Linked DNA regions of Mus musculus: all the other regions are linked to region 3. A link is a contact called in public HiChIP or PLAC-seq data. All regions are on one chromosome and are shown on one strand. Each heading gives the region's core, a stretch centred on a gene start, on an enhancer-like site or on the middle of the called end of the contact. The rest is flanking DNA. Distances are from core to core; before and after follow the strand shown. Region 1 overlaps Plxdc1 (plexin domain containing 1). Region 2 overlaps Socs7 (suppressor of cytokine signaling 7). Region 3 holds the start of Pcgf2 (polycomb group ring finger 2). Region 4 holds the start of Npepps (aminopeptidase puromycin sensitive).

Region 1 (5,339 bases), core at 661-3,160, 260 kb before region 3:
AGAGCTTGTGCAGGCCTTGAACTGAGTCCTGGGTCCTGCTCAGCCAGCCCTGCTCTGGGCCAGAGCTCCCTAAGGAATGCAACCCCTGACCTGAAGGAACTCATATCCTATGGGTATAAGAGTCCTTTAAAAAGGCCGGAGAGGTGGCTCAGAGGTTAAGGACACTCCTGCTCCTCTGCAGGTCCCATGTTCAATTCCCAGCACCCACATCATGGCTCACAATCGTCTATAACTCCAGTTCCAGGAGATCTGCTAACCTCTCCTGGCCTCTTTTGGCACTGTGCACACACCTGGTACCCAGACATATATGCAAGCAAAACACTCACACACGTGAAGGAAGTAAACCTTATGTTGTTGGTTGTAAGCCTATCCTCTAACAGCTGAGCCATCTCATCTTCAGCCCAGAAGTACGTACATCTTAATGAAAGAAAACTTGAAGAAGCCAGATCAGATAGCTCAGAGTGTGGGCTAGCCTCTTAAGGGATTGAGCACTTACTGAGCAGCCAATTACTCCACTCTCGCCCCAGACAGGGTCTCATGTAGCCCAGGCTAGCCTCAAACTCACTGTAGTTGAGGATGGCTGTAGTTCTGGGACTTCAGGGATTTGTACCAGGCCTTTTTGGATCATGGAAAAAAAAATTTTAGGGACCGAAGACACCAAGGCCCTGAGGCAGACAAGTGTTGATGATTTCCAGAACAGAGAGACACCCAGTAAAGAGGGAGAAAAAGGGGGGTGCAGGAGTGGGGGTGGGCACAGGATCAGACCACTGCCATCTAAAGTTTGTTTAGGTGACAGGCGTCAGAGACTTAAGAGCCATCCTTCCAACGTGTCATCAAAAACCTAGGCCCCACCCAGCTCTGTACCCTTCCATCCTTAGGATGTGGTACCTGCCCTTAAACTTACAATGTGGTTTTTGGAGCTCCAGCTATCAGGTCTGCATGCCAGACTGGAGGAGGAGGAAGAAGAGGAGGAGGAGGAGGAGGAAGAGGAGGAGGAGGAGGAGGAAGAGGAGGAGGAGGAGGAGGAAGAGGAGGAGGAGGAAGAGGAGGAGGAGGAGGAGGAGGAGGAGGAGGAAAAAGCTAACAGGGACAAGCAGTTAAATTGGATTTCTTCCCAAAGACCCCATTAAAATCTCCATAGCCAGTTGTTTGTTTTCTGTTGTGCTGTTGTATGCTGGACATATTGCTTACTCTGATGCTCCGTTAGTGACAAGGAATCTGGAATGCACGTTGTCTAGGCAACGCCAGGCTCTGGCCCACAGGGCCTAGCACACTGTGGTAAGAGGTCCAACATTCATTCTCTCTAACTGAGCGCCAGGGTGTCCTAAGCAGGGGAGTGACAGGGAGGGAGGCAAACAACTCCAGGCTGCCCCCACGGAACCACAGCAGCTTACAGCTGAGGGTACCTGAATTCATTTTCTGCTGTAAGACATTTATTCTCTCCCGGGCCTAGAGTCTGAAGCCACTCTCCTTCTGGAGGCCCTGGGAAGAGCCACTCCTGCCAGCCTCTTAGCTCCTGGCGACTCCTGGGCATCCCTGGCCCTCCTTGGCCTAAGGACATCAGTCCAGTCTCTGCCTCTGCGATCACATGACTTCCTGGGTCTCATTTCCTCTGTCTGGCTCTTGCCCTCCAGAGATAAAGATAGCATCTGGGCTGTGGTGGTGATGCCTTTATTCGAAGCAGGCAAGTGGATCTCTGAGTTTGAGGTTAGCCTGGTCTACTGAGTGAGTTTCAGGATAGCCAGGGTCACACAGAGAGACCATGTCGTCAACAACAACAACAACAGAGACAGCAGCCATTGAATCAAACTTCTCTAATCCAGGGTGACCTTGACTCTACTTACTTGAAGAGACTCTGTTTCTAGGAAGGTCACCTTTGTGGATGCTGGAGAATGGGATTGGACACACCTTTAGGGAGGCTGAGCTTAAAGCCACCGCAGCATGCCCAAGGAATGGAATGTCCTTCCCACTCCTCCCCTTCAGAGCCAGCCAGGCCTTCAGCCTGAGTTTTGATGAGGCAGGTTTATTTTCAAATTCGCAACCCATTCCTCACTGGTCTCTTAGTCATAAGAGGGCATATTGTGCCTCAAATGCAGTTTGTTGGAATTTCTTCTGTTGCTGGGCAACAAACCCTGCACCTTGCATGTGCTCTCACGCTGAGCTGGGTCCCAAGCTGGGCTTTCACTTGCTTTGTGTTTGCTTATTTATTTATTATTCCTTGTATTTTGAGGCAGAGGCTCAACAAGTTACCTGGGTTGTCCCAGACTCTATGTAGCTCTGGCTGGCCTTGAACTCGTGAGCCTCCTGTCTTAGCCTTCCAAGTCCCTGGGATTAGAAACACGTGCCACCTGACGCCCACACACTTGTTGAGCACTGATCAGGTGAGGGAGAACCTTGGTCCAAAGGTACAGAGGTGACTCCCTTGTTTCTGCATGTCAGGGGCTGACGTTGAAGCAGGAGCAGTCATCTAAGGCTGCATGGTTGCACATGCCTGAAATCCTAAGCACTTGAGAGGTAGAAGCAGGAGAATTGGGAGTTCAAGACCAGTCTTGGCTACGTAGCAAGTTCTAGGCCAACCTCAGCAAGTTCTAGGCCAACCTCAGCTACTCGATTGAGACCCTGTGTTAAAATCAACCTGTATAGTAGTGGCGCACGCCTTCAATCCCAGCCCTTGGGAGGCAGAGGCAGGATCTCTGTGAGTTTGAGGCCAGTCTGGTCTACAGAAGCTAGCCAGGGCTACACAGAGAAACCCTGTCTCAAAAGCAAACCAAAATGAAACCAACAAGTTGGGGTGAGGGGAGTGGGGGCTGATTTTCTTTTTTTTTTTCAAAATTTTAAGCTCTATTTTTTTAAAGATTTATTGTCTTTTTATTTATGTGTATGTGCACGTGGTGCCCACAGAGACCAGGTCCCTCAGAGCTGGCGTTTGCAGGTGACTGTGAACCCCGCAGTGTGGATGCTGGGAACTGAACCCTGGTCCTCTGACGGAGCAGTAAGCACTGTTAGTGTGGAGTGAACCGTCTCTCCAGCCAGAGCTGGCCTTTATTAAACTATTTTGTTTGAAATGGGAGTGTAGCCTGGCAAAAGCAGGTGGTTCCAGCAGAATCCCCCCATCCCATGTTTCTTTACTTACCCCCCCCACCCTTAGCCCACCCCAACCCTAGAGCTCCAAAATGTTCTCACAGGGAATTGCTTGTCACAGGGAGCCATGCTCTGCCTCTCTGCAGGCATACAGTGGCCAGGGCCCCACTTCCCAGCTTCCACTGGGCTCAGGCCAAGCACTGGCAGTTGGCTTGCTCAGCAGGAAGAACACGGTTTGCTCTGTTGTGTCTGCAGCCTGATTAATGATCCATGATGCCCGGGGCATCACCGTAGCCGAGGTAGCCTTGGGAGCCTTTGACCTCCCTGATGCTGCCTCCTGTGAGGTGCTTTTGGGACAGCTCCAGGCAGTGCTGAGACAGCCCAGCTCACTGGCTTTCCCTGGCCTGCTATAAGGGTTGGCCCCAGATGCTCCTCTGAGGGAGACTTTGGAAAGAAACCCAGCCTGCTGTGGTATCTGCATCAGCCACACAGGGAGATGTGAAATTATCCCCTGAGGAACTCCTCACTTCTCTCCTCCATCTGGTGACCACAGAGAACAGGCACTACTGTTTTCTGTTCTGCTCTTGCCTCTGTGCCTGGGTTCCATTGCCTGTGTCCTGCCTCCGCCATCAGACTAGCAACTCTGGCGACTACCTTCTCCATTAGACATCTAAGACCTAGTTGTTATAGCTGTTGTATTTTCTCTCTTTTCTTAGGCAGGTCAGAGATTATGTCCTCTGTGATCTAGGCATGGTCCTTGAAATGAAGGCTTTATCTGGGGCTTCTCCATCATGTCCCCAATACTGATCTTGCCCTTCATCATGCTCTGAAACATTTAGAGTTACAGGATAACTCTGGCTTGTCTGGACAGGACAGGGCTGAGTATACGTGGAGCAACGGCCAGACTTGTTGAGGAATGGCTTGGGAGAGACACCAAGGGTGTTGCAGGGACTTTCAGGCCTAAAGCATTCAGTCAGGTGCGCTGGGCCAGGAGGATATTGGGAAGTCTGAGTAGGGAGAAGCAGAGGATGGTGCCCAGCTTGCCTGGCTCCTCACGCCACCTCTAGGCTCTGTCTCTGTCCCCGCAGGAGGACAACCATAACTACTACGTGTCCCGTGTCTACGGCCCTGGTGAGAAACAAAGCCAGGATCTGTGGGTGGACCTGGCTGTGGCCAACCGGAGTCATGTGAAGATCCACAGGATCCTCTCCAGTTCTCACCGACAGGCTTCAGTGAGTGCCTAGGCCTAACAGGACTCGGGGCTAGGCCAGCAATGGCGGCCTGGGAGTACATGGGGCTATGGCCTGAGATTTGTAATTGGAGCGGGTTCAGTCAGAGGAAGCTCAGTGGGGTACCCAGCTGTCATCCTAGGAGCCATCCCCTGGATATGCTGGTGCCCACATTGTTCAGATAAGTCTGGTGTAGGGAGGGTGACCTGTGTCTGGCAGGCAGTACCACCCATGGGGACTCTCTCCTGTCCCTGCAGAGAGTGGTCTTGTCCTTTGATTTCCCTTTCTATGGGCATCCTCTGCGGCAGATCACCATAGCAACCGGAGGTAAGGACAAACCAATGAGGTTGGGGGGAGGACGTGGAGGTCTCAGCCTGACTCAGAGAGGGACTCACTGAAAACAGGTGGTGGATAGGTGGGTGAGGGAGGGAGGAACTCAGGGACTGTCTCAATTGCCCCACCCAAATCAGATGATCTGTGTGCGTGCCTGCCTGTGGGACTCTGAGCATGAGTTCATTACTCTGGGCCCAAACAGCTGGCATGTGGACCTCTGGGGTCTCTTTTTCGGAGACCGAGGGATCAAGGACTCAGGTCCCCTGATCCGAGGACCTCTCTGACTTCCTGTTACTTTCATCCTATTTCCTGAAACAGGAGAGGTTGGGAGTCACTTCCTCTCCCTTCTCCCACCCCTTGTGCTTGTAATCTGTGCCTATCCAGAGATATGGGGCAAGCATTCTCTAATCTGGGCCATTTTTCTATCTCACCAAGTACAGAGCCCACTGGGTAGGGAGGGGTTGAAGCCATCAGACTCTTTTCTAGCCCCTGCCAGTGGGGGGATGGGGGAGACCCTAGAGGTAACTTTTTGACCCATCTCTGATACCTCCAAACTTCTCTCTCCTTAGGCTTCATCTTCATGGGGGACATGCTCCACCGGATGCTCACAGCTACGCAGTATGTGGCACCCCTGATGGCCAACTTCAACCCCGGCTACTCTGACAACTCCACGGTTGCTTACTTTGACAATGGTGA
Region 2 (5,863 bases), core at 2,063-4,562, 300 kb after region 3:
CATGCCCCAGCCATGTGCCAACCCTATGATGACCTGTTTACCCTCTATCAAGAAGGGGTTTTTGAATCCCAGATGCTGAAAAGTATAATGCCCACCAACCCTGGTGAAGAGGGCCAAGGGACTCCCTCTTTGGCAACCAAAACCAAGGTGTCCCTTGTCATGGACAGAGCAGGACCAAACTGAGACAGACATCACATGAATGAGCATAAATGAGGTGGGTGTTGTGTTCTGCTCCAAGGCAGGAGTGGAGTCCAGAGAAGACAGGGAGGCCATTCACCTGCCTTGAATGCAGTAGTGGGATTTCTAACATTCATATGCAGGAGCTGGCTGATGATGCCCAAGCCAGTGTCCAGGCTGATAAGAAATTGGCCTCACATTTTTCATCCAGTCCTCCTCTCTGTGTCAGGCATCAGAGGATGAGGGAGACAGGAGTGGGAAGCTAAAATGGAGAGTTAAGACTCAGCCTACCAGACAAAGGGGGCTTTATAGGCTGGGGCGTGTTGGGCCTATGGGGGCAGGGAGACCTGAGCCAGCATTCAGCTGGTTTATTTGGTAAGGCAGTTGGACTCTCTAGCCCTTCCCATGCCTATCTACTGCAGGCTATGAGGGAATTTGCTCCCCAACCCATGAACCCCAGGGCCAGATAGCAGTAGGGGTCCCAGAAGCTAGCCTTGCCCCACCCCCACCCCCAGGGACTCCCCACTTTCCCCACCCAGCTGACTGTAGCCTCTCTCAGCTTCCCTGTCATGCCATCTAGGTGGCCTCATAGCTCCTGTCTGCTACCCGAGGGCCCTGCTGGCTGCCTGGAGAGAGAAGACAATCTTGGGTAGTGTCACAAGGCTATGGGGTCAATGGATCCTTTGTCTCTTTATAGGAAGTCTGTCCTGGACTAAAAAGACAGGAGTGTCAGCGAGCAAGCATGCTCCCACCCCCCAGCTGGCCTCTCCCAGACCCTGGAGGAGCTGGACTCTGGCTGCAGAAGCCAGACTATGTTCCTTCCCATTGGCTTCCCTCTCCTTTTCTCTCAATGACCAGGAAATGAAAGCAGGGTGCAGCGGCCACCCCCATTTCCAGGCTGCTGCTCGGCCAGTGCTTTGCAAGGTCAACCCCTAAATATGCAGGTCTGGCTCTGAGAAACAGAGTCCTGTTAGTCAAATTCATGCCAGCTTGGCTGTCAAAGTCCAATGTTAAATTCTCAACACTCCAAAGCCGGGAGTTCGAGGCCAGCCTGGTCTACAGAGCACATTCCAGAACAGCCAGGGCTACACAGAGAAATCCTGTCACGGGGAAAACAAGTATACAACCTCCCAACCCTCCCACCACACTCTGAACACCATAGGAAGATTTACAAATAGTCCTTATAAAGAGAAGGAACAGTACCATCTACCATCTTTGCCCAGCCTTTGGGGTCATTATATAGAATCCTACTAGCCCAACTAACATCCCTGGCAGAGGCAGTGGTGGCAAGGGTGGAGGTGTGGGAGGTGTGGCCAGAGGTGGGTTGGGGGCATACATCTGGACACACTCGTACCCTTTCACACCCTGCCTAAGTCAAAGCCTACATACAGCACCACCAGAGTGAAGAAGCAGTGGCCAACTGGGCAGGCACAGCCAGGTTTCTCAGTAGGTAGCTCACATTAGTTGTTTGCTCAAATTAAGAGACAAGAAGGAACCCTTATCTCCTGAGGAGTGTGCTGGGCACACCACCACCCATTTGGCTTTCTAACATTTTCAGACAAGGTCTCACTCTGTAACCTAGGCTGGCCTCAAACTCACTATGAAGCTCAGGCTGATCTTGAACTCATGGCACCTCCTCCTGCAGCTTCAAGTGCTAGGAATGTAGGCATGAGTCACTGTTCCCAGTTTCAAGACTCCTTTTAAAGAAAATGTTCAGGCTCAGTCAGCATGGAATTTCCCAACCATCTCTTGGTCGTCCTTTAAGTCTGTCTAAAAGAAAATAGACCAAGATTCAAGTCCAAGGGCCCGAGTGGCCCTGTGGTCTTCTTGTATTGTCACCTCTCTGCACTCTGGCACAAAACAGGTGACAGTGGCACCATCTCACAGGATTGTAGAAAAGATTATACAAAAATAGGGGCAGGAAGTTCTAGGTCCACATGAATGAGCCACATACGATTCATACTTCCTACAAGGGTTGAATTAATTCAGCTCGTTATTTTTAGCTTTAGAAGCAAGAGAACGGTTCTGACCTTGTCATTTAATTCTGATAGTCCATATTCTGCTATGCCACCTGGTGTTGCTTTTTTGAGGACCACAGTGGTATAGCCTACTCTGCCTTCTTCCCTCTAATAGCAAGTAGAGAGCCCTGAAGGGAGAAAGGAGGGTGGCCTGGGAGGGAGTGGAAAGGATGAGAGGGAAGAGGCTGCTCCTCCTGCACCTGCTGTCTGTGAGAACAAAGCCAGGCATGATGCAATCTGGTCGGGTGCAGCTGAGGCTGCCAGGCCTGGAGAGTGAAGTGGGTGTCAGTCGGGGAAGGTGGCAGGCACCAGAGAGTGTACACAGGTGTCCCTGGATGCCTGACAGCCCAGCCCCAGCCCCGCCCCCTTCATCTGACTACCACTGGATCCCTCCCGAAGCTCTTCACCCTCCTAGCCCCTCCCCAAATCCTTGCATCTGCCCTGACATGATGCAATGAAGACTTCAGTACAAACCGCCTTCTCCCGTAGGCAAGGGCTGGACAAGAGACCCAGGAGATAGATGCACAGGCCCTGTTGGCCTTCTCCAGCAGGTCTCCAGTGCCTGCTGTCTCTTGTCATCTTAGAGACAAGAGGGCAAATCCCCCCCCCCCCCGCACGTGTCCCCCCCACCCCCCAGGAGGAGGCGAGGGAGGCTGGAGGAGACACAGAACAACATATATTTAGAGAATTACACCGAATCCTAAGATGATACCAAGCCGGGCAGGGGTCCCAGCATCTGTCATTGGCCATCGTCAAGTCGGGGAGTGAGGGTGGCACCCACCATAGGGTAGGGTTGTCAGTCTCAGCTCTATACATCGCCAGTGAGTCTAAAAAAACATGGCTCTTCCTGCATCTTAGAAAGGATTTTGTCCCTCGCGTCAGGTAGAGGATTCGGGACAAGCCAGGGTCCCCAACTAGCCAAGGAGAAATCCGGCCACAGACCAGGACTGGAGATGCTGTTTGTGAATATTTATCCCAGCCTCACCAAACTGCAGCTGGGTGGCCTGGCTCAGAAGAGCCACTAGGTGGCAGAAGCAGCTCAAAGGCGCACTCGGCTACGCCCACTCTTCCTCCCTCGCAACCTCGTGGTAGACCCCACCCTCACCCCCGCGACTCCCGGTCGCCACGCCTCCAGCCCGAGCCCCAGAACCGGGTGACTCGAAGATCCTGTCCTGCGTCCAGCGGGATGCCTCCTCGGCATTCCCTTCCCTGTTGAGGGTTCACTGCCTGGTTCAGTTTGGCCAACCACAGCCAAGTCCATCGTATAGATTCCAAGGATTGAACTCAGGTTGCCTTGGCAACAAGTACCGTACCTGCTAAACCTTTTCACAGGCCCTCACATGTGGCTTGGAGTTTGTTGGTTTTTTTTTTTTTTTGGGGGGGGGGTGGATTGTTTTTTAGACAGGGAGTCACTGTGTAACTCTGATTGGCCTTGAAGTCATAAGAGATCCACTTACCTCTGCATCCCGAGTGCTAGGATTAAAGGCATGTGCCACCATGCCTGACTAGAAGGAATTTTATTTTTTAAGATTTATGTATATGAATGTTTTGTTTTTGTTTTGTTTTGTTTTTTTCAAGACAGGGTTTCTCTGTGTAGCCTGTCCTGGAACTCACTCAGAAATCTGCCTGCCTCTGCCTCCCAAGTGCCGGGATTAAAGGCGTGCGCCACCACCACCACATTAAAGGCTTATATGAATGTTTTGTCTGCAAGTCTGTATCTGTACCAGCTGTGTCTGGTGTCCAGTGGAGGCCAGAAGAAAGACTCAAACACCCTGGTTCGGAATTACAGATGGCTGAGAGCCACCATGTCTGAGGTTTGGGTGCTGAGAACCCAAACCTGGGTCCCCTGCAAGAACAGTGCTGTTAGCTACAGAGCCTTCTTTCCAGCCCCTGGAATTTTTTTGTTTTTTTAAGAATCGGAGGGAGGGGGGCTGGTGAGATGGCTCAGTGGTTAAGGGCGCTGACTGCTCTTCCAAAGGTCCTGAGTTCAAATCCCAGCAACCACATGGGGCTACAACCATCCGTAACGAGATCTGACGCCCTCTTCTGGTGTATCTTAAGACAACTACAGTGTACTTACATATAATAAATAAATCTTAAAAAAAAAAGAATTGGAGGGAGGAAGCAGGAAGCAAGAGCTCTTGGTAAATTGCTGAAACTGTTTGGATAAAAAGGGGACTGCCTGGCCAGGTGGTGGTGGTGGCACATACCTTCATGGAGGCAGAGGCAGACAGATCTCTGAGTTCAAGACCAGCCTGGCCTATAGAGCAAGTCCCAGGACAGCCAGGGCTACACGGAGACTCCTAGAAGTCCCCCTGTGATTCACTTAGGGAAGTGGCTTCCCAGAGAATTCAGCAGGAAACCTGCAGACAATTTCCAGGTAGCCCAATGGCCCCTCAAGCAGGAAGCAGGATAAGAGGGAGAAGGGAGGGCTGGAGAGATGGCTCAGCGGTTAAGAGCACGGACTGCTCTTCTGAAGGTCCTGAGTTCAAGTCCCAGCAACCACATGGTGGTTCACAACCATCTGTAATGGGATCTGACGCCCTCTTCTGGTGTGTCTGAAGACAGCTACAAGTGTACTTATAAATAATAAATCTTAAAAAAAAAAAAAAAGGAGAGAGAGGGAGAGGGTAGATAGGGGTTAAAGTAGTTCCCAGAACACACCTGAGGTATTAAGGAAAGCAACAGGCCTTGCCCAGGAGCTGGGAGGGCAAAATGAAAAAGCAGCAAGCCAGCCTTACAGCCAGCCTCACCAGGATGGTTGCTGCCACAGTAAAATGTGCCAGTCCACCCTGAGCCACTGCTCACCCTGACAGGAAGACTCTGGGCACCTGCCCACCCTTCCCAAGGTTCTCCGGAATGCTCCTGCACTTCCTAGGGCAGCTCTGGGAAGTGGCCTGTTTCAGTCTTAGGAATTTTCCAACAACCGTGCTTTGGAGACAGTACTGGCTGTGTTCTGCATGGCTGCCAGTGCAGGGACCCATGCCTGACAGAGAGTGAAGAGTCAGGAGAGAGACTAAAAACAAAGCCAAGTAACAGATCATTTCTAAACATTTTTATTTCAAATCTCTTTTCATCCCTCCCCAAAAAGACATGGGTCGGTACAGCAATCATAAAAAGGAGATACAAACACAAGAGTCAAATGTCTCCCGCGCTGACACTTACAAAAAACCGGGAATTATACACACAGTTTCCAAACAGGACCTGCAGCAGCTACTAATGTCCCTTTACAAGAGTCACACATGCCTATTAGTACAGTATTTACAGACACCCCACTCTGGAACTAATCTACAGGGACATCCCAACACCCACCCCTCTATGCCCAGAAAAATACCAAAACACACCCAAAGTGCATTTGTTTTGTTTATATCAAAACATCTTTCCCTCTCCCCATCCCACCCCAGACCCACCCCCATTTAAGATTGGCCTGCAAGTCTATTTTAACCATTTAGTTATTTTTTTATACTTTATGAAAATAAATTATACAGCAACTATTTTAATAAATTAAGCACAAAAAAGGGAGAATAAAGTAGGGAAACTAAATGGGAAGACAAAAGCCAGGCCACGCTTTGGCTTGGAGGGCAGGGGTGGCTAAGCAGGACAGAGTGGTTATGGGGGTACAGCTCCCCGGTGGTGAAAAAAACTCCAACCACTGAGTCCAGAATGAC
Region 3 (5,422 bases), core at 456-2,955:
TAGATGATTTATTGGAGTCTTAGTGGGTGGTGGGTCTTCAGTGTGTCCCTACTCTCCAGCGGTTTCCTTGGAACTGGACCTTAATAATTGAGGAGCAAATGGATACCCACCCCAATAAACAAAAGGTAGCCAGGCAGTACCCTTCACGTTGAGCAATTGTGTTTGCTCTAGCAGAGTTCAAGATGCTGGGACACATGGGCCGTGATGACAGTGGGCGTGTCTAACTCGAGACCCCTTTCCACAGTAGCCTGTGAGCTCGTGGTACCCGATGTAGGGATTGGGAAGCAAGTGACCGATCCTCCCGGGGCCTCTTCCGCTCCCACTTGGACCACCCGATCTAAGCGGAAATCTCTTGCCTTTCCTTTACACCGTCATTCGGCTCTGCAGGCTGAGAGCTGAGGCTGGTGGGGTCACTGGGCGGACAGACTTCACAGGGCTCCTGATAAGCGGTCCAGTGTATAAAAGCACTCACTTCGGGACTGCTTTAGGCTTGGAACAAGGAGAGGAGGCAGGCTCGACAAAGATTCGTTCCTTACTCGAGCCAACCCACCAGGCGCTTAAAGGCTTTTCAGGCCGGATAATCGAGCTCTTTGGAGGGACAGTCACAGTGGCCACCCCCCAATAAATCATAAGTAACGAATCAGCGAAATCGAGCGACCTATTGAGGTCCACGGTTCTTGTGGTAACGCAGAATCGATTCGCTTCCTTGGCGCCGTCTCTTCTAGCTCTCCTTCCTACTCTGCCCGGGGCCCGGAGCCGCTGGGGACCGGAGAGCGAGCGCTGGGTGGAGCCGAGGGCGACAGTCGGAGTGGGCTGGCACCAGCCACCTTCGCGCTCGCCGGCCCCTCCGCGGCCGCGAGGGAGGCGCACCGGCGGCGAAAAGGCGCGCGTCCTCTCTCGACTCCTCGCTTCCTATTGCGTCGGGGCCTCTCGAATTCGGCTAGTTATTGTGTCTCTGGCTCGGCGCCCGAGTTCGTGTCTCGGGCTGCTCTCCCCGCCCCGGACTGCGTTCCATTCTTCTCCGCCCGAGCACGCTGAGCGCGCCAGCCTCGGCCACAGCCAAGCCCCGAGGCCACCGTGCGTTTCCCGCGAGGTGCGAGGACCCCGAATCGGTGTGGGGAGGCGGTGAGGTCACGCTCGGGGGGGGATCACACACGCACTTAGGAATCCCAAGGGATTCAGCTGGAGTGAGCGAACCTCACTCGGACGCGTGGCCAGCGGCGCCGCGTCCCCCGCCCAAGCGCCCTTTGGTAGCGGCGACGCACCGGGTGCCGCGAGACACATTTCCGCCCAGTCTGCATCTCACCATTTTCCAAGCTCCCCAGCTAGGGTAGGGATCGCAGAGTCGGTGGAAGTGGGGAGAACACACTTATTTTAGGAGGAGGTGGTGGTTTCATGACTGAAGGTAACACAATAGGACCTTTCCTCCGGGTTCAAGGGATCTGCTTGGATAAGAGGTGGTCTCCTCTTGGTTTGGGGGAAGCCCAGCGCAAGGCGGTGGGGAGCAGCTGAGCTAGCCTCTCCCCCTCCTCTTTCCCTCTCTGCAAACATCCTGAAGGAATGAGGTCACGTGGGTGAGTAGTGGGCGGGACCTACTCTTGTCTGGAGGAAAAAAGCCATTTTGCCCCCCCCCACGGCCCCTCCCCTCCCCTCTGGTCCCCTCCCCTCCCCAAGCTGCTCTTACAAACTCCTTTCTTATCATAGGTTTCTCCCCTCCCGCCGACCGAGCGAGCGACAGGGCTGTGGTCCCCCTCCCCTCCCTTCCCTCCCTCCCTCCCATCCCCCCCTCCCCGAGACCCACCGGACCCCGAAGCCAGGTAAGCGGACGCCGACTCGCGCTTGCCTCCTTGCTACCTCGTAAGCGTCTAGGGCTGGCGACCGGGACCCGTTCACCTTTCCCCGCAGACCCCAATGGGAGCCGGGAGCCCCGGCCTGGCCTGCCGCCCGCGTCCCTTCCCGCCCCGCCAGCCGCTGTCCAAGCTCGCCCGGTCCGCCTTTCTTTCTCTCGTTCCCGGTCTCTCTCTCTTTTTTTTTCCTTTCCTCCCTTCCAAGATGGCCGAAGTGGATTCCCCCTCTTAACGATTTGGAGTCTCCCTCGACCACCTCCTCTTTGTGCAGCAGCCCCCTGCTAAGACCCTGCTTGCGAGGTATCGAGGGGGAGGGTCCGGGCGGCCACGAGGGCTTTGGGGACATACGCTAGGGTGGGTCTCGCCCCCCCCTCCGCCCCCGACCCGAGGATCTCCACAAGCTGGAGCAGACTGTGGCTCGGCCCCTTCGAGTCGGGCAAGGGTCGCCTCCCGAGTGGGCAGTGAGCGTGGTAGACGCGCGAGGACTTGAGGCCCGGAGGAAGGGGACTTGGCTTTCTGGTGGCCGAGGGAGGGCGCCCTAACTCCTGGGGTCGGGATCTTGGGCACCTCCCCCAGAGGTCCCTTTCGTCCCGGTGCGAGGCGCCCCGCCCCCTCCCTGAACCACCTCGGCTGAGCTTTTCCCTACCTCCCTCCCGGGGCCCCACCAAACTTTGGCTCTAGGGAGGGAAGGAGTGGCCACTCGGTCACTGGGGGTGCCTGATCCTTTGACCTAGGCTTCGCGGGGAAGCAAGGGTGGAGGGGAAAGAACGGGAGTGAGGAGAGATTTAGCATGCTCTGTCTTTTCATGAGTGGCCAAGGGGTCTGATGAGCTGGCCCTTCTGCCACAGGAGGCGAAAAGGGAAGCGGCTACTCTTTTCTCCTTGAGCTCTGCCGCTGCTAGCTCTGAAACCCGGGGAACCCTGAGCCTGCAGACGCCCCGCGCCCTTCCTGACTCCCAGGGGCGTCTAGGCAAGCCCCCTACTCTTCCATCCCTCACTTCCCGGGTCTATCCAAAATTGCTGTGGTTGCTTGATCGAGAAGGGTGTGTGTATGTGTAAATTTAAATATGTTTAAGTATGTACAGGTGTTACCTAGAGCTGTCCCTGCGTCTTTGTCTCTCGTAGCCCCCGGCCGAGCTCCCGCCATCCCCCATGTTGCCTCAGTCTCTTTTGGTCTTCCTCTCGCTGAGGGAGGGGCTTCTCTTAGCTGGCTCTCACAGTCTTGGGCCTCCCTCTCTGGACTTCTTGCAGTTGTGCTGTTCCCGAAACTCATGACAACCCCACCCCCACCCCCAACATACACACATCCCTGCTCCAAGGTGTTATTACTGTAATCGGAGGAGCATAAAGCCAGCTCTGTTGTAGCATTTTGGTGGAGAGGTTTTCCCAGGGGTTCCCCTGGTTTGAGGTTGGGGCTTGCACACTTAGAACTGTGTTTGGAATAAGGCAGGAAACAGCCTCCAGGATCCAGTCCGGCTGTCGCGTCGCCTGATCCTGTTCAAGTTGAAGGCTTGGGAGGTGAGCAGGGGAGGGGGAAAGGAACTCCCTGAGTGGTTGATGGAGCTGTTGCCATGGGAATGGAGAGAGGCTGAAGTGGAAGAGGTTACATGTTATACAGGTCAGATGCCTACTGTAGCGCCCCCCTACCCCCACCCCGGACCCTATAGCGGAGTGGTGGTGGGGCGCTGACCTGTCTTTGTTGCTGGAAGACTTAAATTATAATTTGCCCTGAGAGGACTAGAGGTTCGCAGAAGGTTAATGTCTGTGGCTCCAGTTTCAGGCAGGGATGTGATGGGGTGGGTGGAAATGACTTCTGCATCTGTGGAGTAGGAGCCTGGCTCCAGCCTTGCTGTGTATGTGGTGGTGTGTGTCTGGCCAAGTGTCTGTCTGGCCTGTGTGCATGACCAGGCTTATCTGGCTCTGGGTGCTGGGGATGTAAGAGATGAAGGGGGTGTGTCTGGCTCCGGATGTGAGCATCTTACTGAGCTGCTGTCTGTAAATTCTTTATTACTGTTTTATTTATTCATTTATTTATTTATTTCTGTTTTCAGGAACTGAGTGGTAGGTCGAGGCTTCTATCTTTTTTCCATGCTAAGGGCTGTACCACTGCCAAAGGTTAGGAAAAGATAAGAGGGGCTGGTGAGATGGCTCAACGGGTAAGAGCACCCGACTGCTCTTCCGAAGGTCCTGAGTTCAAATCCCAGCAACCACATGGTGGCTCACAACCATCTATAAGGAGATCTGACTCGCTCTTCTAGAGTGTCTGAAGACAGCTACAGTGTACTTACATAGAATAAATAAATAATAAAAAAAAAGAAAGAAAGAAAAGATAAGAGATTTTGTGTCCTGGTGCAGAACCCCTCTGACTCGTACATGAACACATGAGATTTGCTTGCAGAGCTGGGTCTATGATGCCGGGAGGGGAACCAATGCTAGAAATTCATGTCTACATGCTATACTCTGGCTCGTTCTGGTTTCCATTGTGCCCTAAGTTTCCCCATCTGTAATGCGGAGGTGGTGTAAGGCATTAGCTTTTGCCTCCCATTCAGCAGGCCCACAGGATGGGCGTCTCAGCAGTCGCTCTCTGTCCTTCTACCCACCTGCTCAGCTCTTCCGCTGAGTCCGAGCATCGCCCGTTTTTTTTTTTTCTGAGTGACCTTGGGCAAGTCACATCTAAGTTTTTTTTCATCTGTAAATTGAGAAGACTTCACAACAGTGCTTTCAAAGATCACATGGAGTGGGGGCTGGTTAAGAGCCCTGACTGCTCTTCCAGAGGTCATGAGTTCAAATCCCAGCAGCCAGCCATCAGTAATGAGAAACAAAACAAACAAACAAACAAACAAACAAACAAACAAACAAACTATGGGCCTGAGCAAGAGAGAGAAGGGAAGGGGGAAAGAATTTTTTAAAAGATCCCATCCACCTCATTAGTCAAGTGCTAGGATGTGACCTTGAATGACCTCTCGTGGCCTGGGGCTTGATTTGATTTGGTGCACAGCAAGGCAAAGGGAGGGCTGTAGCTGGTGTCCCTGGAGGCTGCAGGACCCGCTCTCTGTGGTATCAGAAACCAATACCTACAGAAGAAAAGTCTAGTTCGTTGGAGAGATGTGGGATGTCTGTCCGCTGTAGGCTGGAAACATAGGGAGAGATCTGTGAGCCCAAATGGCCAGGGACTGGGTGCTAGATGCTGACCAAGCCCCTTTCTGGCCTGGGGCCCCTGGGAGCCAGGAGCTAGAGCCAGAGAGAACTACAGACTGGGGGCGGGGGCAGAAGGGGCTGTTGGAGGAATGTAGAAGGGACTGGGTTCTTCCCCGGCTCCATTGACACCAGTTCCAAATGGTCACCGCCCCTTTTCTGCTTCTTGGGAACTGTCTTTCACTTTTTCTTCTCTAGGCGCTTTGTGTCTCCCAGCTGTCCCCTCCGTAGTGTTGTGGTACACCATTCCCTTTCCTTGTCCTCCCCACCAGCACCTCAGCCCCCACCCACCCCCTGCATCAGGAAGGAAAGACCATGGTCCTGATGCTGAGCAAGGAAGTGGGGAGGGGATGGATGCTCTGGGGACTGGGAGCTCCTGTT
Region 4 (6,147 bases), core at 2,402-4,901, 420 kb after region 3:
TTCCACACAGGGCCATATTAACTTTTTTTTTTTTTTAATTCTCTTTTCCATACACCCCTACCCCATCCATTGCTTCTGTAGGTTTTGTGTTTGTGACACAGGTAAGTGGAGAGCGAAAACAACTCCTAGGAGTCTGTTTTTTCCCCCACTGTGTGGCTTCTGGGGACGGAGTTTAGATTGTGAGGTTTGGAGGCAAGTGCCTTTAGCCACTGAGTTATCTTGCCAGCCCCCTTTTAACTTTTTTTTTTTTTTTTTCTTTAAGACAGGGTTTCTCTGTATAGCTCTGACTGTCCTGGAATTCACTCTGTAGACCAGGCTAGCCTCGAACCCCTTTTAGTTTTTTTTAAAAAAAATATATTTTTATTTTATGTACATTGGTGTTTTGACTGCATGTATGTCCCTTGGAGGGTGTCAGATCCCCTAGAATAGGAGGAATTAACAGTTGTGAGCTGCCATGTGATTGCTGGGAACTGACCTAGGTTCTCTGGAAGAACAGACAGTGCTCTTAACCACTGAGCCATCTCTCTAGTTCTCCACCTCGCCCCCAAGTTTTTATTGACGCTTATAGACTAGAAGAAGAGGCCTTTGTTTTGTTTTTTTGTTGTTGTTGGTTTTTTTTTTTTTGTTTATTTTATTTATTTATTTTTTGGTTTTTTGAGACAGGGTTTCTCTGTATAGTCCTGGCTGTCCTGGAACTCACTTTGTAGACGAGGCTGGCCTCAAACTCAGAAATCCACCTGCCTCTGTCTCCTGAGTGCTGGGATTAAAGGCGTGCACCACCATGCCTGGCGTACGCATCGCCATTCTTATTTTTTTATTTATTATATGTAAGCACACTGTAGCTGTCTTCAGACACTCCAGAAGAGCGCATCAGATTTCGTTACGGATGGTTGTGAGCCACCATGTGGTTGCTAGGATTTGAACTCAGGACCTTTGGAAGAGCAGCCGGCACTCTTAACCGCTGAGCCATCTCACCAGCCCACGCATCGCCATTCTTAATCCTGTGATTTAATAAAAGATTGTCTATAGTTGTAGGTTCACAGTTTCCCTGTGGGACAGATTTTTTTTGTACAGGAGAGACAGCACAGACTGAAGAAGAATTCTCTCTTGGCCTATTGTTTAGTTGGCTCAATAGCAACCAAGATGCACTTTGCTCAGGGCCTAGTACTGAAAGCAATAAAAGAAGTAGAGAGTGAGCTCTTTGAAAAGTAAATGAATCAGAAGGAAAATGAAAAGACTGAGGAGTGGTGGCTCAAGTCTGCAATCCCGGCACCCCAAAGGCTGAGGCCTCAGTGTGAGAGCCTGCCTTAAAGAGAAGAAACAACAGGGCACGGTGGTTTAGGACTTTAATTCTAGCACTTGGGAAGCACAGATGGGCAGATCTTTGAGAGTTAAGTGCCAACCAGTTTTCATAGTTAATTTCATGCTAGCCAGGGCTATATAGTGAGACCCTGTTTTTGAAAAAGAAAGAAAGATAGAAAAGTAGAGGAGGAGAAATGGAAAATAAAATAGGGAAACAAACCAACTGGTGGTGGGGCTGCTGCTGCTGCCTGTAAGGCTGAGGCAGGAAAACTGCTGAAAGGCTCCGTGCCAGGCTGCTCTATATAGTGATTTTGAGGCCAGCATAGGCTATAGAGTGAAACCCTGTCCAAGAGGAAAAAAAAAAAAAAACATTAAAAACAAAATAAAAAAAAAAGCAAGCCAGCTCTTGCTAGCTCATCCTACAAAGATCTACAAACCTAATATTCAATTGCAAAACATAAGACCAAGTCCACATGAATCGGCAGAGTTCCGGAGCTAATCGGAAAGGGCTAGAGCAGGGTGGAGTTCTGCAATGGAACTCTTCCTGGCAAGGTGAGGGAAGGGAGGGGCGCACATTTCACAAAAACGGATGAGCAGGCCACTGAAACACTCATTCCTGAGCAAATTAGCAATCTGTGAGGGCTAGACAGTAATCGAGTTAGACTGTAGAATTGATGTTAAAGGGTAAACAGCTCATAGGCAGCCTTAGATGGTTATAAATCAATTTTGCTTTGACAGGAGGAAGCCTTTTGTTTTTTTTTTTTTTTTTAAATGCAAACATTTTGAGGAGATCATACACAGTTGGATTAGAATAAACCAAACTGGCAGAATTATGAAGGAAGCTGTTTATAATGTTCTCAAGGAGAAAACCAGAAACAACTGGGTCTCAATTCCAGCTCCACCAATTATTAGCTGTACACAGGTCTAGAGCAAGTCATGATCTTTCTATGTGCCTGTTTTTGCATATATAAAACAGGTTGGGGGTCCACCTCACAGAGCGTCTGAGAGATAAAATGAACGTGTAAAGTGTTAGCAAGTATTCCAGACATATTAAAGGCCCGTCTCTTTAAGAATTGCATCTGTGTTTCTAAAAAGCACGTAGGATTTTTGGAGGAAAGCAGGGCAGGTTGAGGATCCACAACTGTGCTGCCCAATACAGTAGGCATTAGCCATGTGTTGCCCTGGCTGTCCTAGAACTCACTCTGTAGTGAAGGCTGGCCTCAAACTCAGAGAGATCTGCCTGCCTCTGCCTCCAGAAGCCAGTACCACCACTGCCAGGCACCTCATTAGCATCTTTAAAATGCATTACATGATGAAATTATAATCTGAATATATTGGGCTAGGGAGATGAGGTGCAATAACTTCTGTTGTTTTAATTCTATCTAGTGGCTCACAGTGTCATGTCTGTAGGACAGTGCTTGTTTAGTTTTGACTCTACCTTACAAGTTTCTATAAAAGAAATACGCTTTTAGGAATATTTTTGCCTTGATTTAAACATAGGTCTTAGAGATAACTACAGAATGGAGGGAGCCACAGTTAGGATACTTTTACAGAAGTCACAACTGGTAAAGGGTCTTTTCAGTTAAAAAAGCAGAAACAAAAACAAGGGGCGTGGGGGTGTGGCTCAGTGGCATGGCGCTTGCCCAGCCTGTGTAGAGGCTTTGAGTTCAAAGCCTAGCACCACAGGAAGGGAAAAATCCGGAAACAGACAGTTGATCATTATTATCATCTGTGTTTTCTTAATCAAAATCTTACTGTGTGCCCAGACCATTCTGGAACTCACTCTGTAGTCCAGGCTGGCCCATGATGATCGTCCTGCCTCAGCCTCCGTGCCCAGCAATGAAGCATCTTGTTTTAAATATGAAATCGTGGGATCCTGTATTTCTAGTCTTTGAAACCACTCTCCTAAAAGGTCTAGATTTCACTGGTTGGAGCGACCTTGAATAACTAAGTGTTTCCTCGGAAAACTGTTTTCAGATCATCCCTTCAACTGGCTATTTCCTAGGGAAAAAAAAAAGCCTCAGGTCGGGCTCACACCGCTGAGGTGGAATGGCTCTTTCCACGCGTCCCCTACCCCCCCGCGCTGACTTGACCGCTGCGTAGGCTTCCATTTTCCACAGAGCTCCTCCATGCCCTTCGTGGCTCTTTCCTGCCACCGGCCGACGACAGGTGCAGCGCCAAGCGCCTCCTCTCGCCTTCCCCGTTCGCCGACCGCGGCCTCGCCGCCCCGCCCCGCCCTCGGCGCGCGCCCTCAGCGGGGTCGCGCCCGCCCCGCGGGGTCGCGCACGCAGCCGCCGCCGCCTCCCTCCCCGCCCTCCTCCCCTGCCCTCCCCTCCGCCCCCTTCCCCGTAGGCAGCCCGCCCGCACCGCCGCCCGCCCGCCCGCCCGGCCCAGGCACCCGCTGGGTCTGTCCCCCGCCCCAGCCTCCCCGGCGGCTCTCGGCAGGCGGTCGCCCGCGCCCGGTGAATGTGGCTGGCAGCCGCCGTCCCCTCCCTCGCTCGCCGCCTGCTCCTCCTCGGCCCTCCGCCTCCTCCCCTCCTTCTCCTCCTCAGCCGCTCCTCTCGCCGCCGCCGCCGCCTCCACAGCCTGGGCCTCGCCGCGATGCCGGAGAAGCGGCCCTTCGAGCGGCTGCCCGCCGAGGTGTCGCCCATCAACTACAGCCTCTGCCTCAAGCCCGATTTGCTGGACTTCACCTTCGAGGGCAAGCTGGAGGCCGCCGCCCAGGTACTGCGACCCTCGGGCGCCGGGGGGCGAGCAGCGGGCGGGCGGGCGAGCAGTTAGGCCGCGCCCGCGGGCTGGGTTGGAGGCCGGGGCGGGTTGGGCGCGTGGGCCGCGGGACCGAGCGGGAGGCGGGTGCGGCGCGCCCCTCGAGCCGGCCGGCCGGGCGGGGACCGCGCTGCGGGAGTCTGCGGGCGGTGCGCCCCTCGGGGGGCCAGCACACCTGTGTGCAGCGCCCCTGGTCCCCGCCTTCCGGGCCCCGAGCTCCGGGAGAGGCTGGGTGGGGGCTGGGGAACTAGAAGGGGCTAGGACTGCCTGCTCGGTGGCACCCCTGCGGACTGCGTTCTTTCCTGGTCGTCCCTTTACTCCGCCGGGGATAGGTTGGAAGGGGCGGTCATCAGGCACTTGAGAGCGAGGAGGGGCGAGTCTAGAAGGTTGGGGGCAGGGGGGAGTGGAGCGAGAATGTTAATCCCAGGCAGCCTCACCGAGTTCTCCCGGCCTGATCCTGCCCAGGGGCCGGGTTTCCAGGATGATCCGCCCCCTCCCCCTTCCCCTCAAATGACAGTGCAGCAGTGACTTTGTTCTCCCCTAACCTCCAGAGAAGCCGCGGAGGACCCTAGCTCCTCTTCTCCTATCCGCCTTGCTCTCGCAACCTGTGAAGCTGGTGGATTTATTGCTTCAGTGGCGGTTGCTTAGCAGTCCCCTCTTCTGAAAGAAAGCTCTCAGTCTTAGCCTGCCACTGGTGAAAATATTCCATTACTCTTCTTTGCAGTTTTTTTGGTGAATCATACGCTCCTCCCTCCTCCCCGAAGCATTATCTGGCAGTATTGTTTGATTTCGGAGACCATCCATATAGATGGCTCACAGAGGTCTCAAACGGTTACGATAAATAACCATGGGTATGATGTGTTACGTGAGATCGGAAATGAAAATTGGGAGCTGTTTGATAGCTATCTGTGACAGGAGTGGTGGAAATAGAATTGGTTCCGTTTCTTTTCCTACCCCAGCTAGGGGTTGGGGAACACGAGTGGTGGAGGAAGCCAGGCCAGTAGGCCTCAACCAAAAAGATGAGGGAGGGTGTGTGTTGCAATGAAATGAGAGAAACGTAGACTAGAATTTGAGTGATTTGAAAGCCGAGAAAGTATGATACTCGAGTTTGAAAATCTGTGTAAAAGTACAGAACTTAAAAGTATGCTTTTAGATTTGGAACATTGGCTTTGCCAGCCTTAGATGCTGGCAGCATCACTGTCCACAGCAGAGTGCCTTGTGACCTTTGGAGAAAGGGCCTACACTTGGGATGAGTTTGAATTATGAGAAAACACTAACTTTAAGGAAGCTGGCCCGAGTTAATAAATCTGGAAGGTGTGCGCACTGAGTGAAGACATTGAGGAAAAAGCAGTACAGATTTGCTTACAGGTTATTGAGGTTTATGGACATGTTAGAACAACAAGCAGCAACATGTTCCCCCGCCCCGCCCCCCCTCTAAAAGTGTGTTTGTGTGTGAGTGGGTGGGGGTGCGTGGGAGCTATGGTATGTATACTCTCTGTCTCTTACCCTTTCACTATGGGATCTCGGGTTCTAACTCAGGCTGCTTAGTTTCCATAGTAATCACGTTTACCTCTTCCTACTTCTCTGAAGAGCTGGAAACAAGTTGGAGGGCACATCTTTATTCCCAGCACTTGGGAGGCAGAGGCAGGTGGATTTCTGAGTTCCAGGCCAGCCTGGACTATAGAGTGAGTTCCAGGTCAGCCAGAGCTACCTACACAGAAAAATCTGTTTTGAAAAACAAAACAAAACAAACAAAAGGAGATGATAATATGTGGAAGATTGGTTTCTGCCTTTGCGGAAGCACAAGGTTGTATGTTACCTAGCAGCGGGACTTAGTGTCCTTGAACTCACTGTCTCTTGCCTCAACCTCCAGAGCAGCTTAGATTCTTGACACACACCATCATGTCTGGCTGATTTGTGAATCTGATCCAAGGAAGTAACTGGATCTTTTTGATAGAATAGACTTTACAAAGAAGGAACAAGGCATTCCCGTCTTTAATTTTGTGTCCTACTGTGAGTGCATAGGTGTGTGTGGGTGTGCATACACGAGTGCCGAGGCATGCATGTCCATAGAGGTCA

Evidence for each region. HiChIP or PLAC-seq counts read pairs in DNA pulled down with a chosen protein or histone mark.
Region 1: a contact with region 3 is called in an H3K4me3 HiChIP or PLAC-seq map of the SCID.adh cell line, with 15 read pairs. The contact joins the enhancer-like site here to the promoter of Pcgf2 in region 3. A contact is called at or near these places in 2 of 39 promoter capture datasets (cranial neural crest and stem cell-derived epiblast-like cells), 1 of 15 datasets of contacts at CTCF or cohesin (the NIH/3T3 cell line) and 8 of 115 datasets of contacts at active chromatin or transcription factors (the 230-238 cell line, the SCID.adh cell line, effector CD8 T cells and 2 more).
Region 2: an H3K4me3 HiChIP or PLAC-seq map of bone marrow-derived macrophages shows a contact between it and region 3, with 4 times the contacts expected there. The contact joins the enhancer-like site here to the promoter of Pcgf2 in region 3. A contact is called at or near these places in 8 of 39 promoter capture datasets (the 3T3-L1 cell line, embryonic stem cells, hippocampal neurons and 2 more), 2 of 484 Hi-C or Micro-C datasets (the N1E-115 cell line and embryonic stem cells), 10 of 115 datasets of contacts at active chromatin or transcription factors (bone marrow-derived macrophages, embryonic forebrain, embryonic hindbrain and 5 more) and 2 of 9 other capture datasets (adipose tissue and macrophages).
Region 4: an H3K4me3 HiChIP or PLAC-seq map of embryonic stem cells shows a contact between it and region 3, with 8 times the contacts expected there. The contact joins the promoter of Npepps here to the promoter of Pcgf2 in region 3. A contact is called at or near these places in 1 of 39 promoter capture datasets (pre-B cells), 2 of 484 Hi-C or Micro-C datasets (both in embryonic stem cells), 3 of 115 datasets of contacts at active chromatin or transcription factors (embryonic stem cells, large pre-B cells and memory CD8 T cells) and 1 of 9 other capture datasets (pancreatic islet).

Annotation. Positions count from the first base shown.
Region 1 is chr11:97,955,397-97,960,735 of GRCm38.p6, reverse strand. Plxdc1 (plexin domain containing 1) reads left to right here. Exons shown (of 14, transcript NM_028199.3): 3 at 4,170-4,313; 4 at 4,568-4,637; 5 at 5,213-5,335. Among named protein-coding and RNA genes, the nearest start is that of Plxdc1, 28 kb to the left of the region's middle. Within about 2 kb of position 1,910, at least 62 of the 459 cell types and tissues checked have an H3K27ac peak or open chromatin away from gene starts, as enhancers often do. A contact at or near this core is called in the SCID.adh cell line and embryonic stem cells, where this site is marked.
Region 2 is chr11:97,397,915-97,403,777 of GRCm38.p6, reverse strand. Socs7 (suppressor of cytokine signaling 7) reads right to left here. Exons shown (of 10, transcript NM_138657.4): 10 at 5,236-5,863. Among named protein-coding and RNA genes, the nearest start is that of Socs7, 39 kb to the right of the region's middle. Within about 2 kb of position 3,312, at least 84 of the 459 cell types and tissues checked have an H3K27ac peak or open chromatin away from gene starts, as enhancers often do. A contact at or near this core is called in the N1E-115 cell line, bone marrow-derived macrophages, embryonic stem cells and 4 more, where this site is marked.
Region 3 is chr11:97,695,931-97,701,352 of GRCm38.p6, reverse strand. It overlaps Pcgf2 (polycomb group ring finger 2), which reads left to right and starts at 1,705. Exons shown (of 10, transcript NM_001163308.1): 1 at 1,705-1,817.
Region 4 is chr11:97,278,080-97,284,226 of GRCm38.p6, reverse strand. Npepps (aminopeptidase puromycin sensitive) reads left to right here and starts at 3,651. Exons shown (of 23, transcript NM_008942.3): 1 at 3,651-4,026. The coding sequence starts at 3,769. It overlaps Gm11592 (a long non-coding RNA gene), which reads right to left and starts at 3,533. Exons shown (of 3, transcript XR_001780313.2): 1 at 3,086-3,533; 2 at 1,523-1,644; 3 at 918-1,001.